2 separate regions of the Oryctolagus cuniculus genome follow, and region 2 is linked to region 1. The links are chromatin contacts, called in public Micro-C maps. All regions are on one chromosome and are shown on one strand. The core of a region is the stretch at or near the end of the contact, and the rest is flanking DNA. Distances in the headings are between cores, read along the strand shown.

Region 1 (6,324 bases), core at 2,306-4,805:
AGTTTGATGACTTAGAGAAGTTTTTGCTGTTCACGCAGGCACACCCATGAACTTTCCCCTCTATAGATTCTGATGCTGATTTCATCTTCAAAATATTCTTTCCAAGCCCCAAATTACATAACCGACTTCATTTAAAATGTTGGCAATGGCAAGTTCATAATAAGGTCCATGATGTTTTTACTCTTCTAAGCTCCAGTGCAGGCAGCACAAGTAAGTATTTGTTGGAAAAATAAAGGCATGGAATCATTTATTGATTTAAAAAACAGAAGAAAAAGTGATCCATGTAATTCAGCTTATCCAGCATCTTATTACCAGCAAGGATTCTGGTTTTCAAATGTCGAAATAACTATTTTCATTATGAAAGTTAATAAAGCACATGAAAAAGTTGTTAGAGGACAAAAAATGGGGGCAGAAAGAGCTCTGAAACACTTGGTGCATACAATGGAAAAAGCCTAAAATGCTTTCAGATGATCTCCAGACATGGGAATATGGAACATTCTTTGCTAAAACAATGGCATGAAAAGGAGAGACAAACACAGTATTCAAAAGAAGAAAACAGCCAAGGCAACAGCCAGGCTGCAGAGGCAGGGGTGGGGGGGAAGAGACCCAGGGGTGGTGAGATTTGTGCCTAGGCTGGGTGAGGCTGGCTGCCCGGGCACGCACGCCCAGCCTTGGTCAGGCTCCCAGATGGGTCTCCCTCCTGGAGCCAGCCCCCTGGGGTTCGAGGGCTAGGGATGAAGTGCATACTTCCTCCAGGAAGTACCAAGAGTCGCTTTGGAACTCCCCACGGCTCTGGGCAACCAGCATTTAGTAGGTGGTTCATTGAGAAGTCCCTGGAGAAGGGGAGGGGCCCCCTCCCACCCGTCTGGTTGTGTGTGACGGACTCAGACAGAGCCCAGAGAGGAGGGGCCTTGAAGAAACAGACCCCCCTGAAGATAGAAACCCACACTGGCATCCAGGGAGGCGGTGCTGTGCAGTGGTTAGGGATGCAGGTGCTGCATCAGGCACTTCCAAATATGGGAACCCAGGTGAGCTACTTCCCCTCTCCCTGCCTCAGTTTCTCCATCTGTAAAATGAAGATAATACCAATAATACGTCCTGTTGGGAGGAGAATTGCGTGGAAGGCATGGTGATGGCCCACAAGGCACTGTGCTCACTCAGCATTACAATTCGCCTCCATCAAGTCGTTCCCACCGCCAAGTGGCAGCTAGGAAGGCAGGAGAGGCCACCCGTGAGCTGACGGATGGCTCTGGGTCCCCGGCGTTGTTTTAGGAGGGGACATTTTTGGGCACCTGGCATAGCAATCAGCAACCTGACTGAGCATTCTCCCATTATTTTGCAATTCTTGCAATTCATGAGGGTGGAAGAGACCCACCAAAAATAATGCAACGCATTTGGCAATGCCCATCTCTCAATGACAAACGTGCAAGCTCGCGACAGAAACACCACACAGGACTCAGTTCTACCGAAGGACCTACAGATGTCCCTTTGTGGACGGCAGCAGCGAGGTTTGGGAAAGAAGTTAAATGCTCATCAGCATCAGGAGACGGGCACGGTGCAGGTGCACGGAGGAACACAAAGAGACTGCAAAGGCTCCCGGAGAGGCGGCATTCAAAGATTTGTTTTCAGCGTCCACAGAACTGTGAAGAGCGCTTAGCAGGGTGTGGACAGCGTGGAGGCCAGGATGGGGGACACAGACAGAAGCAGGTGGCACTGGCGTTAGCCAGCACAACTCAAGGTTTGGAAGCGCACGCTCAAGGGCTGCATTTTGCAGAAGGCTCCGCTCTGTTTGGCCGGGGCAGCTTGCCAAAGGAGCAAGGGAGGTGGACGTGGAATTGGAAGGGGAGGGCTGTGCAGGCCCCGCCCCAGACCCTCTGCGTTTCTCGGGTTTCCTGTGTGTGCTGGGGGCTGGGATCACCAGCATCTAGCACCTCACAGGGTGGCGGGACTGGCAGACCTAGCGGAACATAGTGGCTTAGCGGGATTGTGGCCTTGGGGCTCTGGGGGCTCCGAGACAGCTCAAGAGAGACGTTTAGGAAGGGGTGACACGGTAGCTGGGCCTGCAGGATCACACCTTGTGAGTTCATGATCATCTTTTCCCTTTCACCCTCACATGACTGGCTCTGTCTGAAATTTCTATTTATTTATTAGAGACTGGCACAGAGAGGTCTTCCATCCACTGGTTCACTCCTGAAATGCCCACGACAGCCAGGGCTGGGCCAGCCTGGAGCCAGGAGCCAGGAGCTCCACCCAGGTCTCCCATGCCAGCAGCAGGGACCCAAGCACTTGGATCATCTTCTGCTGCCTCCCAGGGTGGGCATTAGGCTGCAACTGGCTCCCATATGGGATGCTGGCACCCCAGCCGGCAGCTTTACCCGCCTGCCACCGCGCCGGCCCCTACTGGCTGTTTCTTATTCTGATGTCAAAGCTCCAATATTTCTACCCTGCGGAGAAGTAGAACGCCCGCATTCTACTTTCAAAGCACCTCTCCTAGCCGGCCTCTCCACAGCCCTGGAGTTCACAGCTGGGCGTGCAGACCCCTGGGGCAGAGGCGGTGGGTGATGTGCCAGGCGGACCGAGCAGAGGAGGGGGGAGGAGGCAGGTGTACCTGGAAGTCACTGGGCAGCTGGGGGGGGGGCACTATGACTGTGACACCAAGAGGGCGAGGAGGGCAGAACCCGGAGAAGGGAGAAACGGCTCAGATGGGCGGGTGGAGCCCGAGCGGACAGCTCTTCTCTGGAGGGGTGATATCAGTCTCTCCACCAGGAGGCAGATGAGACCGGTTTGACATCGAGGGTTGGGGGCCGTGGAGGCCCCAGAAAGAGGGGGACACCCAAAGCAAATTCTGGGAGGGATTGGTGGGGGCTACTGCAGAGCCTGTGGCCTGTGGCGCCTGCTCCGCTGTGCAGAGGGAGGCGAAAGTGAGCAGGTGCCCCTTGCAGACGCTAGCTGCACTGAGCGGCCGTGTGCATGCGTGTGCACGGGGTTCAGCGAAGGCGGGAGGTGGTGGGAGGGCGATCCTCAGGCGGAAGCCAGAGCCAGCGCTGGGGCCACAAAGGACAGATGGCCGGTGTTCGAGGCGGAGTCTGGCCGGGGATGTGAGGCGAGGGCTGGCCGGCCTCCAGGCTCTCAGGAGGCCCCTGCCCTGGGCTGTGGGCTAGACGCAGGCAGCAATTGTGGGGAGCGCGCAGGCCTGGGAGCAGAATCTACCTCCTGACCCTGCCGCCTCTGCTGCCCCGCTGGGCGACCTTGGACCCTCAGGGTGCCTCCTGTGTCCCTGGCTGGCGTGGGGAGCACCCCCAAAGAGCGCCCTCCCTAAGCAGAAATTCCAGATTCTTCCCGTGTCGGGAAGCCCTGCCCGGCTCTACCGCCAGGGGGCGCCCTCGGCTGCTGGGCAGTCGGACGTCCGTCGGGGGGCGCTGCCCACGCCCGCCCCGAGGCCCGCCCTGGAGCAGGGGGCGGCCGGCGGGGCGGGGTGGGAAGGCAGGCGCGGGGCGGGGTCAGGAGCCCGAGGGGCGGGGCAGGGCCGGCACCGCGCTCCCCCCCCTTTCTTTCTTTCTCTCCATCTCGCTCTCTCGTCTTTTCTTTGCCTCCGCAGCCGGCCGAGGAGGGGGCGGGCCTTGCAGTCTTTGTTGCCCACGGACCCAGCGCAGCCGCCCGCCGGGCCGGAGTCGGGGCTGGGACGCTGGGAGCTACGGTCGGGCCGGGCATGTCCTGAGCCGAACCCGGGACCGGACAGCCACCGGACGGGACGGACGAGAGCGCGCGCGCGGGGTCGCCCGGCGGCCGCCTGGCCCCGGCCATGCCCGGCGGCCCGAGACCCCGCAGCCCCGCGCCGCCGCTGCGCCCACTCCTGCTGCTGCTCTGCGCCCTGGCGCGCGGCGCCCCCGGACCCGCACCAGGTGAGTGGCAGCCCCTCCTCGCCCCCCGACCCCGGCCTCGGCGTGGCCCCCCGTCCCCCCTGCGGATCTGGCTGCAGCCGGGGGCATCCCCGCTGCCCTGGCGCTTAGGGACCCGGGTGGGGTCGGGCGGGCCAGGGCGCGAACCTACCCCGCCGGGGAACCCTGCGCAGACCCCGACCTCGCTGTGGACCCCGCCGGTCGCCCGAAAGGAGCCTCTTCCGCTGCTCCGGCCGCTGCTCGGCCACCGCGGGTGCAGCAGCGCGCGCGCCTCTCGGGTCCCGCGCGCACTGGACGGAGCGCGGGTCAGCCGCACCGGCTTCGCCCCGCGCCCTCTTCGTGCGCGTCGTCCGGAGCGCGGGCTGTCCGGGCCGCGGGGCGCAGGGGGCGCACGGGTCCCGGTCGCGCCTCGGCCCCCGCCCACCGCATCGACGCTGCGGGCCGGGCCCTCGGCGGCGCGGGGGGCCGGGTCTCGCGCCGCCCTTGCACTTCCTGCCTCTCCCTCCCCCAAGAGCGAAGGCGCCGGGAGTGGAGCGCGGGGCCGGGGCGTCTTTGCCCGGCTCCGGGTTAACTCTCTCGGCCCCGGCGGGCCGGCCGGCCTCCGACGAGCCCCTGGCGCGCGTCCAGATCCCGCTGTGTGGCCGCGCTCCTGGAGAACCGAGGAGCGGGCCTGGGAAGATCCTCGCGGGATGGATCGGATGGCGAGACAGTAGGAAGGCTTTGTAGGGGAGGAGGCTCCGGGGCGCGCAGGGGCTGGAAGGGTGTGGAGCGGGCGCGGGCTCCCCGGGGCAGCATCAGCCGGGGCCGGGATTAGGCCAGCTCGCTGTGCACGCGGGCTTGTGCGTCTGGAAGTCGCCCGGGCTGGAGGAGCCTACGACGCTAACACCAGATTGAGAACTGGCTGGTGACGAAGTGGGGTGACAAAACAGGAGGTGGAGAGGGAGCCGGCATTTATTTGAGAGTCTTTAGTCGTGCTGATCATGACCACCAACCACCCCGCAAGGCACGCGGTGGGAAGCCCTTTTATGGGAATTCCTAGGGTTGGGCTCCTGGGCTGCTTGCACGGAGCAGGCACTGGTGAGCCGGGAGCCAGGTGGTGCCATCGAGGGAGCAGGGAACTGCCCCTGGGTCTGAACTTGGGTGCAGCCCCCTGGCAGCTGTGAGGAGAATGGGGGTAGGGGGCCGGAGGAGGCAGGACCTCATAGGAGCCTGGGGAGGATCAGGTGAGATACTGAATGTCTACTGCTTGGGGAGGGACTACTGACCGCTGTTAGACCCGTGGGAGTAAGGAGGCGGAGTTGAATCCTGCTGGTTGGGGGTGGAGACAGGCCAGGGACTCCCCCCACCCCACCCCCTCCCTCATCTGGGCACACCCTCCCCACAGATATGTGGCACCGGGTCTCTGCATTCTGATGTCACTCATGATTCCTGACCCCGTGGCCAGTGACCTCTTTATTATTTTCCTTGGAGCTGAGGACCTACGCCTGCGGCTCTTCCCGCTGAACGCTACCATCTCTGAAGCCAAAGGGGGCGGCTTGGGGTCACTTTTGGAAAAATGTGCCCCGATTTTTTTTTCCTCCACATCTGACAAACCCAGGGACTTGCTGGGACCTGGCTGTACTGCCCTTATCCCATGCTGCATTGCGCACGTGAGCCCCGTGTGCACGGCTTACGCCCGTGCTGTATTGCAGGCATGAGTCCGGCATGCACGTCTTTCTGTGCATAGGAGGGGGCACAGGGGATGGCTCATACGTCCCCCCTGGTTGTTTCTCCTTTGTGGCCTGAGCTGTGGGTCATTTGAAGGGCTGGACTGTCACTCAGGGTCTTGATAGGGGAAATAAACATGTTGGCATTTTTCTGGTAGCAGCTCCAACACGATAGTGCTGTCACCCAGAGGTGGTATTCAGAGCATTTGACACCCAGCATGGCAGGAGCTGAGTTCAATCAGAACGACTTGGCTGGCACCGCCTGGCAGTCTTGCGGAGTGGCACCTGCTGTCTCAGCTCCCAGGCAGAGCGCCTGCCCACACCGGATTGCAACCTGCAATTACCACTTACTGACACTTGGTGGCGCTAGTTTCACCACCGAGGTCTACTAGGGCCTGCGGGAAGCAACAGCTGAGATTTGTATTTTAACTCACCCCTCTTTGGAAATATTTTAATTGCAAAATGGTACATGTGTTCACTACAAAAAAGTAATGCAGAAGGAAACAGAATAGACGTTTTTGTCATCAAAATCCATCCTGTAAGTCTTTTATGTTTTTCCTTTTGATTAAAAAATTTTATTAAGCCATTAGGCAAAGAGATAAACCAATTATTATTATTTTTTAATTTGGAAGGAAAAGTGGCAGAGAGATGGAGGGGAGACGGAGAGGTCTTCCATCTGCTGGTTCACTCCCCAAATGGCTGCAGTGGTGGGGACTGGG
Region 2 (5,892 bases), core at 2,340-4,839, 39 kb after region 1:
TGGGAGGGGGTGGATGAGTCCATTTTGTAGACAGGAAAACCAAGGCCCTTGGTTGAGGTCCCAGCCTCCTGGTGGGGCAGTCGCCCAGCTGGATCTGCAGGGTGGGGACCGGCCCAGCCCTCACTGGCTTCTGCCCCACAGTGCTCCACCACCTGCGGCCTGGGCGCTGCCTGGAGGCCCGTGCGCTGCAGCTCCGGCCGGGACGAGGACTGCGCCCACACTGGCCGGCCCCAGCCCGCCCGGCGCTGCCACCTGCGGCCCTGTGCCACCTGGCACACGGGCAACTGGAGTAAGGTGAGTGCCAGGCGCTGGGCAGGAGAGGGCTTGGCACGGTGTCGCTACTCAGGAATCACCGATGCATCAGGCGTTACACAAACTCCGGGGGCGAATATCCTGCCCGTTGCTGTCAGGGACTTGAACGTCTGTTTTGGTGTCTGACCCCCGTGGAAGCAGAGGGATGGTGGCATTGACCCCCACCCCAGTCTTCCCGTCTTTCCTCCACCTGTGCAGCCCCTCCCCCACCTCCTGTCCCCTTCCCGCTGCTCCTCCACCTGCTACTGTTGGACAGCCTCACTCCTCTCCACCTGTCCCATCCTGGGGCAGCCCCTGGCCCCGCCGCCTGCTGCCCGGTGCTCTTCAGGGCCACGACCCCAGGCCGGGTCTTGGGTGGGTGCTGGTCTGGACAGGGGGAGTGCACACACGTGTCCCCGGTCCCCAGTGCTCCCGCAGCTGTGGCGGTGGTTCCTCGGTGCGGGACGTGCAATGTGTGGACACACGGGACCTCCAGCCTCTGCGGCCCTTCCACTGCCAGCCCGGGCCTGCCAAGCCGGCTGCCCGTCGGCTGTGTGCCACCGAGCCCTGCCTCAGCTGGTACACGTCTTCCTGGAGGGAGGTGAGGCCTGGGGGCCTGAGGTGCGGGCAGGGAGGGCCTCAGACCCTGGCCAGGCGCTGACCACCACCCCCTGCCCTCCCAGTGCTCCGAGGCCTGCGGTGGCGGCGAGCAGCAGCGGCTGGTGACCTGCCCGGAGCCGGGGCTCTGTGACGAGGCGCTCAGGCCCAACGCCACCCGGCCCTGCAACACGCAGCCCTGCACGCAGTGGGTGGTGGGGCCCTGGGGCCAGGTGAGCCGGGGGCTGTGGGCGCAGCAGGTGGGGCGTTGCGGGTGGGCTGTGCTCCGGCCCTGCCAGTGTGGGGTGGGGCTTTGGTTTGGGGCCTGAAGGAGGGGTCGGTGGTGCTAGGGAGGAGGGTGACGCGGACAGCACGGGCAAGGCCACGGCCCCATGGCAGGAACCGCAGACCGGGGTGGGTCAGGCGGCCAGGCAAAGGCCAGGGTGGCAGCAGGGGGCGGAGCTGGAAGGTTCAGGGTCTCCAAGGAGCTGGCGCTGGTGTCCTTGTCCCGGGCGCTGAGCCTGGGCGAGGTGGGCTGGGTGGACTCGGTGAGGCGTGGGAGTGGAGCTCCGCGAACCTCAGCTGTCCCCGCCTCCGTGCAGTGCTCGGCCCCCTGTGGCGGGGGTGTCCAGCGGCGCCTGGTCAAGTGCATCAACACCCAGACGGGGCTGCGCGAAGAAGACAGCGACCAGTGTGGCCACGAGGCCTGGCCCGAGAGCTCCCGGCCATGCGGCACAGAGGACTGCGAGCTCATCGAGCCTCCACGTGAGTGTCCCTGCACCCGGCACTGCTGTGGTGGGCGGGGCGTGGAGGGGGTGTGGCGTGGAGGATGGCGGAGGCGGGGCTCGGAGGCCGGAGGGGCGGGGTGAGGGGGGCCATCACACGTGGGCTGCTCCATTTTGGGTCTAGGCTCATGAGTGGTTATGAAGCTGCGAGATGCCAGGCAGAAGTGGGACAGAGCCTGGGATCAGAGTCGGGAGGGGTCTCCGCTGTGCAGGCTGCTGCGTCCAGCCTGAGGCTGCTGGAAGGCTGGGCCCCGGGGAAGCCCCCACCCCAGCTCTGGCCTGGTCAGAGGCAACCGCGCCCTCTCAGGGCCCCGCCCACCTCTGGCAGACTGTGGCTTCCTGGCCAGCTGGGTCCTCCTGCGGCCAGGGTCCGAGCCACGGTGACCATGGAGGCCCCACCCCTACACACACTTCCTTCCTGCAGCCCAGCTGCCCAGCAGTGCCAGGCACAGGAAGCCGGTGGCCCCCCGGGCGCTCGCCAGCTGTGGTCTTGAATTCATTTCCCTCACCGGGCCCCCACTTTCCTGCATGGAGGCACTGGCCACCCTAGTCCTGGCATGCATGGGCTCTGTGGGCAAAGGGCACCCAGGAGCTGCTCGGATAAGGTGGCCCCTTCCGTCCACGGTAGCCGCTGTCATTCCCCATTTGGAGGTCAAGGTCAGGGGGAGGGCTCAGGGCTGCCTGGGTGCCAGCCGAGGGAACCCAGCGGTTCAGCACTTGTGCGCAAAGAGCAAGCTCCCGCATCTATGGGCTGTGTGCTGCCCACCACCAGGACAGAGGCCGTGGCCATCGGCCTGGGTCTGCCTTGTCCCCTGTTCCAGCACGGCCTTCCCTGCAACCTGGAAGGCTCCGTGTTCCTGCCCGGAGTGGCCACTGCCCGTGTCCCTGGCAGGCATGGCTGCCCAGCCCCACACCCTACACTCAGGGCCACCTGCCCTGCGCCGGAGCGCCCTGGGCACTCATCCTGCCGGCATCGCTGATACTGCTGGGCAGGCCCGAGCTTGGTGTGGGATTCAGACACTTGGTGAGGTTCAGGCACGTACAGGCGACGCCTCACTCTCAGGGCTGAGTGGCCCCGACCCTCTGCCCCTCAGGGTGGTCTCAGGGCCAACAGCGACGTGGGGGGGTTATGCTCCCAGGTGGTGAGGACCAGCTGGGGGAAGGGAGCAGGAACTGGGGCCCAGGGCTTGCAAGGTGCCCCGCGTTGGGGGTGGGCTGCAGCTGGGGCCCAGGGCTTGCAAGGTGCCCCACATTGGGGGTGGGCTGCAGCTGGAGGACCCATGGGGTGTGGGCGTTGGGCAGCTGGGAGAACCTGGAATTCCCAGGATGTTTTGATGGTTCATGGGACTTTGTGGGAGGACGTTCAGGAAGCCGGGAAACTCCAGGGTGTGTGGTCACCATGGCGAGGCGGCCAACCTACCAGGGTGGCGTCCGCTTTGGGGGGTTAAGGACTGGGAAGGGAAGTGAGGCCCGGGAGCTTCTTCACACGCGTGGGCCAGGGCGCAGGCGTGCACACGGGTGGAGGTGCCACCTCGCCTCGTGCCCTCGGCCCAGCTGGGGACGTCCCAGGCCTGGGGCCTCCCGCCCCCTCCTCCCCTGAGAGATCCAGGCAGCAAGAAGGTCCCGGAGGCAGCTGGGGGTTGTCAGCAGCGGCAGCAGCCCCGGGAGTGAGGCCAGGAGGCTGGAGGCGAGCCACTTCCCAAAATAGCTCTGATCACACGGGGCACGAGGGCCAGCCAAGCTGCGTGCAGCCGCCCTCCCTCCCCAGGGGGCCCATGCTCAGCCCCAGTTTCCGCTGAAGCCCCGGATGGCCCCGGGCCCACCCTCGCTCAGGGCTTCACTACCCAGCAGAGAAGTGGGGGCCGTTCTGGGCGGTGGACTCGGCTCTGGTCTGCCCCAGACTGCTCCTGCGGGGGTGGTCCCAGAGGCCAGGCAGGGCAGGTGCACTGGGACAGGGGGGTGGCGGGGGTCAGAGGAGCCCTTTCTGCCCCCTGCCCCACTGCCACCACTGGCAAGACCTCAGTGGTTGCCAAGAGTGAGTGGGGAAGGACATGGAGTTGGGGCACCACCCCGGGCAGTCTCGGCTTCTCACAAGCATTTGAGGGGGTCGGAGGTGAGGTCTCGGGCCCTTTCCTCCAGACCTGAGCCGGCGTCCCCAGATTAGGGCAAAAGCAGGTGGGACAGAGAGACCCCTGCAGGCCCTGGGGTTCCAGGGGGCTGGGACAGCACAGGCAAAACCCCAGGGAGCCCCACTGTCTCCGGCACGAGGGCACGGGCTGAGGCAGGCGGGCTCTGACCTACCTGGCACACGCTGCCCCCAGGCTGCGAGCGGGACCGCCTGTCCTTTGGTTTCTGCGAGACCCTGCGCCTGCTGGGCCGCTGCCAGCTGCCCACCATCCGCGCCCAGTGCTGCCGCTCGTGTCCCCCCACCGGCCGCGGCGTCCCGTCCCGAGGCCATCAGCGGGTGGCTCGCCGCTGACCCGCTCTACTGGACGCACAGACCGACGATGACAACGATGACGCACGGACCTCAGCGCCCCAGCAGGGCTGCGGCGGCCCCGGCCCCGCGGCCCAATGGTGCTAACCCCGCCGCGTGGGCAGGCTGGGGATCCCCTCAAGAAAGGGTATTTTTTTATTCTAACAGTTTGTGTAACAGTTATAATTTACATAAATCAGCACCTACTGTTCCGGAGCACGGCGTGGCTTCTGCGTGGATCCGGGGACCCTCAGCGGGAAGTGCCCCGCCCCCTCTCACCTCCAGGCCGGGTCTGCAGGGAGGCTCCGCCCCCACCTAACCCACATGGATGGCCTCGTGCCTCCTGCTCAGGCCCCCAGACGGCCCAGGCCCCCCACTCCCGGGTCCTGAGAGACCTGCGTGGGGATTCAGACACAGGTGCCCCCAAGCAGCAAGGCCCATCCTGTCACCATGGGGACAGTCCCCACCCCCGGGCGCAGGACCCCAGCTGGGCACCCTGGTCCCCTGTGGCACCCATCAACTCCTTCCAACTTGGTCCCCACTTGTCCCCTCTTCCATCTCCCTGGTGCTCAGGGAGGGGCTGGGGTGGGCGTGGTTCTCTCAGGGCAACCCCTCCCCCACTGCCCACCCGGTGCCCACCTCCTTCCCCGTTCCTGCAGTTCCGTGCCAGGGAACCTGACTGTGGTGCCCACGGCAGGGAGCTGGCGCGTGTGAGGTGCTTTGTGGCCTGTCCGGGGAGCGGGGTGCCTCCTAGCACTGCCGCCCCACCCTCACCCCCACCCCAGCTGGAGGGCCTTGGACTTGGCCCTTTGATCACAAGTCCCCCCCCCCAGGCCCTTTCTGCAAGTGGGGGACACTGAGGTTCAGACACCTACAGGCGATGCCTCCCACCTGCTCTTGTGGACCCTTGGGGTGGGGAGCCAGGGCAGGTGCTGGAAATCACTCCCTAGGACAGAGACCAAGGGCAAATGCCCTGGACACACAGGCCCAACTCAGGCCTTGAGCACCACCTTGGGCCCCTGACCGGGCAGGAGAGGGCCCGAGCAGCCCCTGCAGGTGGCTTTGAAGGCAGGCGGTCTGTCTGGGGACACTCAGGAAGGCGAGTCACCGAGGGCTGGCGAGAGCGGGCTGAGCACGCGGGCAGGGAAGTGGCAGCAGGGCCGGCCCAAGGAGGCCCTGGGGACCACGCTCCGAGTTAAGGGCTTTCCAGGGCTTAGTGCAAACTGCCTTTGGCAGTGACCCCTAGGGGGCTCCAGACCCACACGGGGCAGGGCAGGCATGGTGGCAGAGCCCTGTGGTCCTTGTCCCAGCTCTGCCCGTTGCCGTGTGCTGTGGGATCTCAGGAAGCTCCAGACACCGAGTCCGTGTCCCCGGGGCTCCGTGGGGCCGGGCCTGCTCCGTCTGGGGCTCCCGGAGCCGCCCTGCCCAACCCCTCTAAGACATTTGGTCTTAATCATCCCTGTTTTTCCAGTGACGGCTGGGGTGTCCCCAGCAGCAGCCCGGCAGGAGGCAAACAGGCTTGTGACTCAGGCTGGGCCTGGCCTGGGGGCAGAGGGCGGGGTGCTGCTGCACACACAGGCACCCCAACTCCCCGCCACGGCCCTTGAGCCCCCAGGGCCACCACCGCTGACCAAGGTAGCCCTTGCCAAGGCCCATGAGCAAACCCAGAGTGCGGGACGCCCGGCACGGCCAGGCCCCTCCCAAGGTGACCGCAACGGCATCTCAAGGCGCGGCGTTGTACAA

Evidence for each region. Hi-C and Micro-C count contacts between places; a contact is called where the count stands out from the background.
Region 2: a contact with region 1 is called in a Micro-C map of ear pinna, with 4 times the contacts expected there. The contact joins the enhancer-like site here to the promoter of ADAMTS7 in region 1. A contact is called at or near these places in 3 of 6 Hi-C or Micro-C datasets (ear pinna, skin fibroblasts and an unstated tissue).

What each region holds. Positions count from the first base shown.
Region 1 is chr12:105,881,379-105,887,702 of mOryCun1.1, forward strand. It overlaps ADAMTS7 (ADAM metallopeptidase with thrombospondin type 1 motif 7), which reads left to right and starts at 3,556. Exons shown (of 23, transcript XM_051834567.2): 1 at 3,556-3,902. The coding sequence starts at 3,803.
Region 2 is chr12:105,919,977-105,925,868 of mOryCun1.1, forward strand. ADAMTS7 (ADAM metallopeptidase with thrombospondin type 1 motif 7) reads left to right here. Exons shown (of 23, transcript XM_051834567.2): 19 at 142-294; 20 at 719-892; 21 at 975-1,121; 22 at 1,491-1,653; 23 at 3,995-4,365. The coding sequence ends at 4,152. It overlaps TBC1D2B (TBC1 domain family member 2B), which reads right to left. Exons shown (of 13, transcript XM_051834568.2): 13 at 5,885-5,892. Among named protein-coding and RNA genes, the nearest start is that of ADAMTS7, 38 kb to the left of the region's middle. Within about 2 kb of position 3,590, at least 4 of the 8 cell types and tissues checked have an H3K27ac peak or open chromatin away from gene starts, as enhancers often do. A contact at or near this core is called in ear pinna, where this site is marked.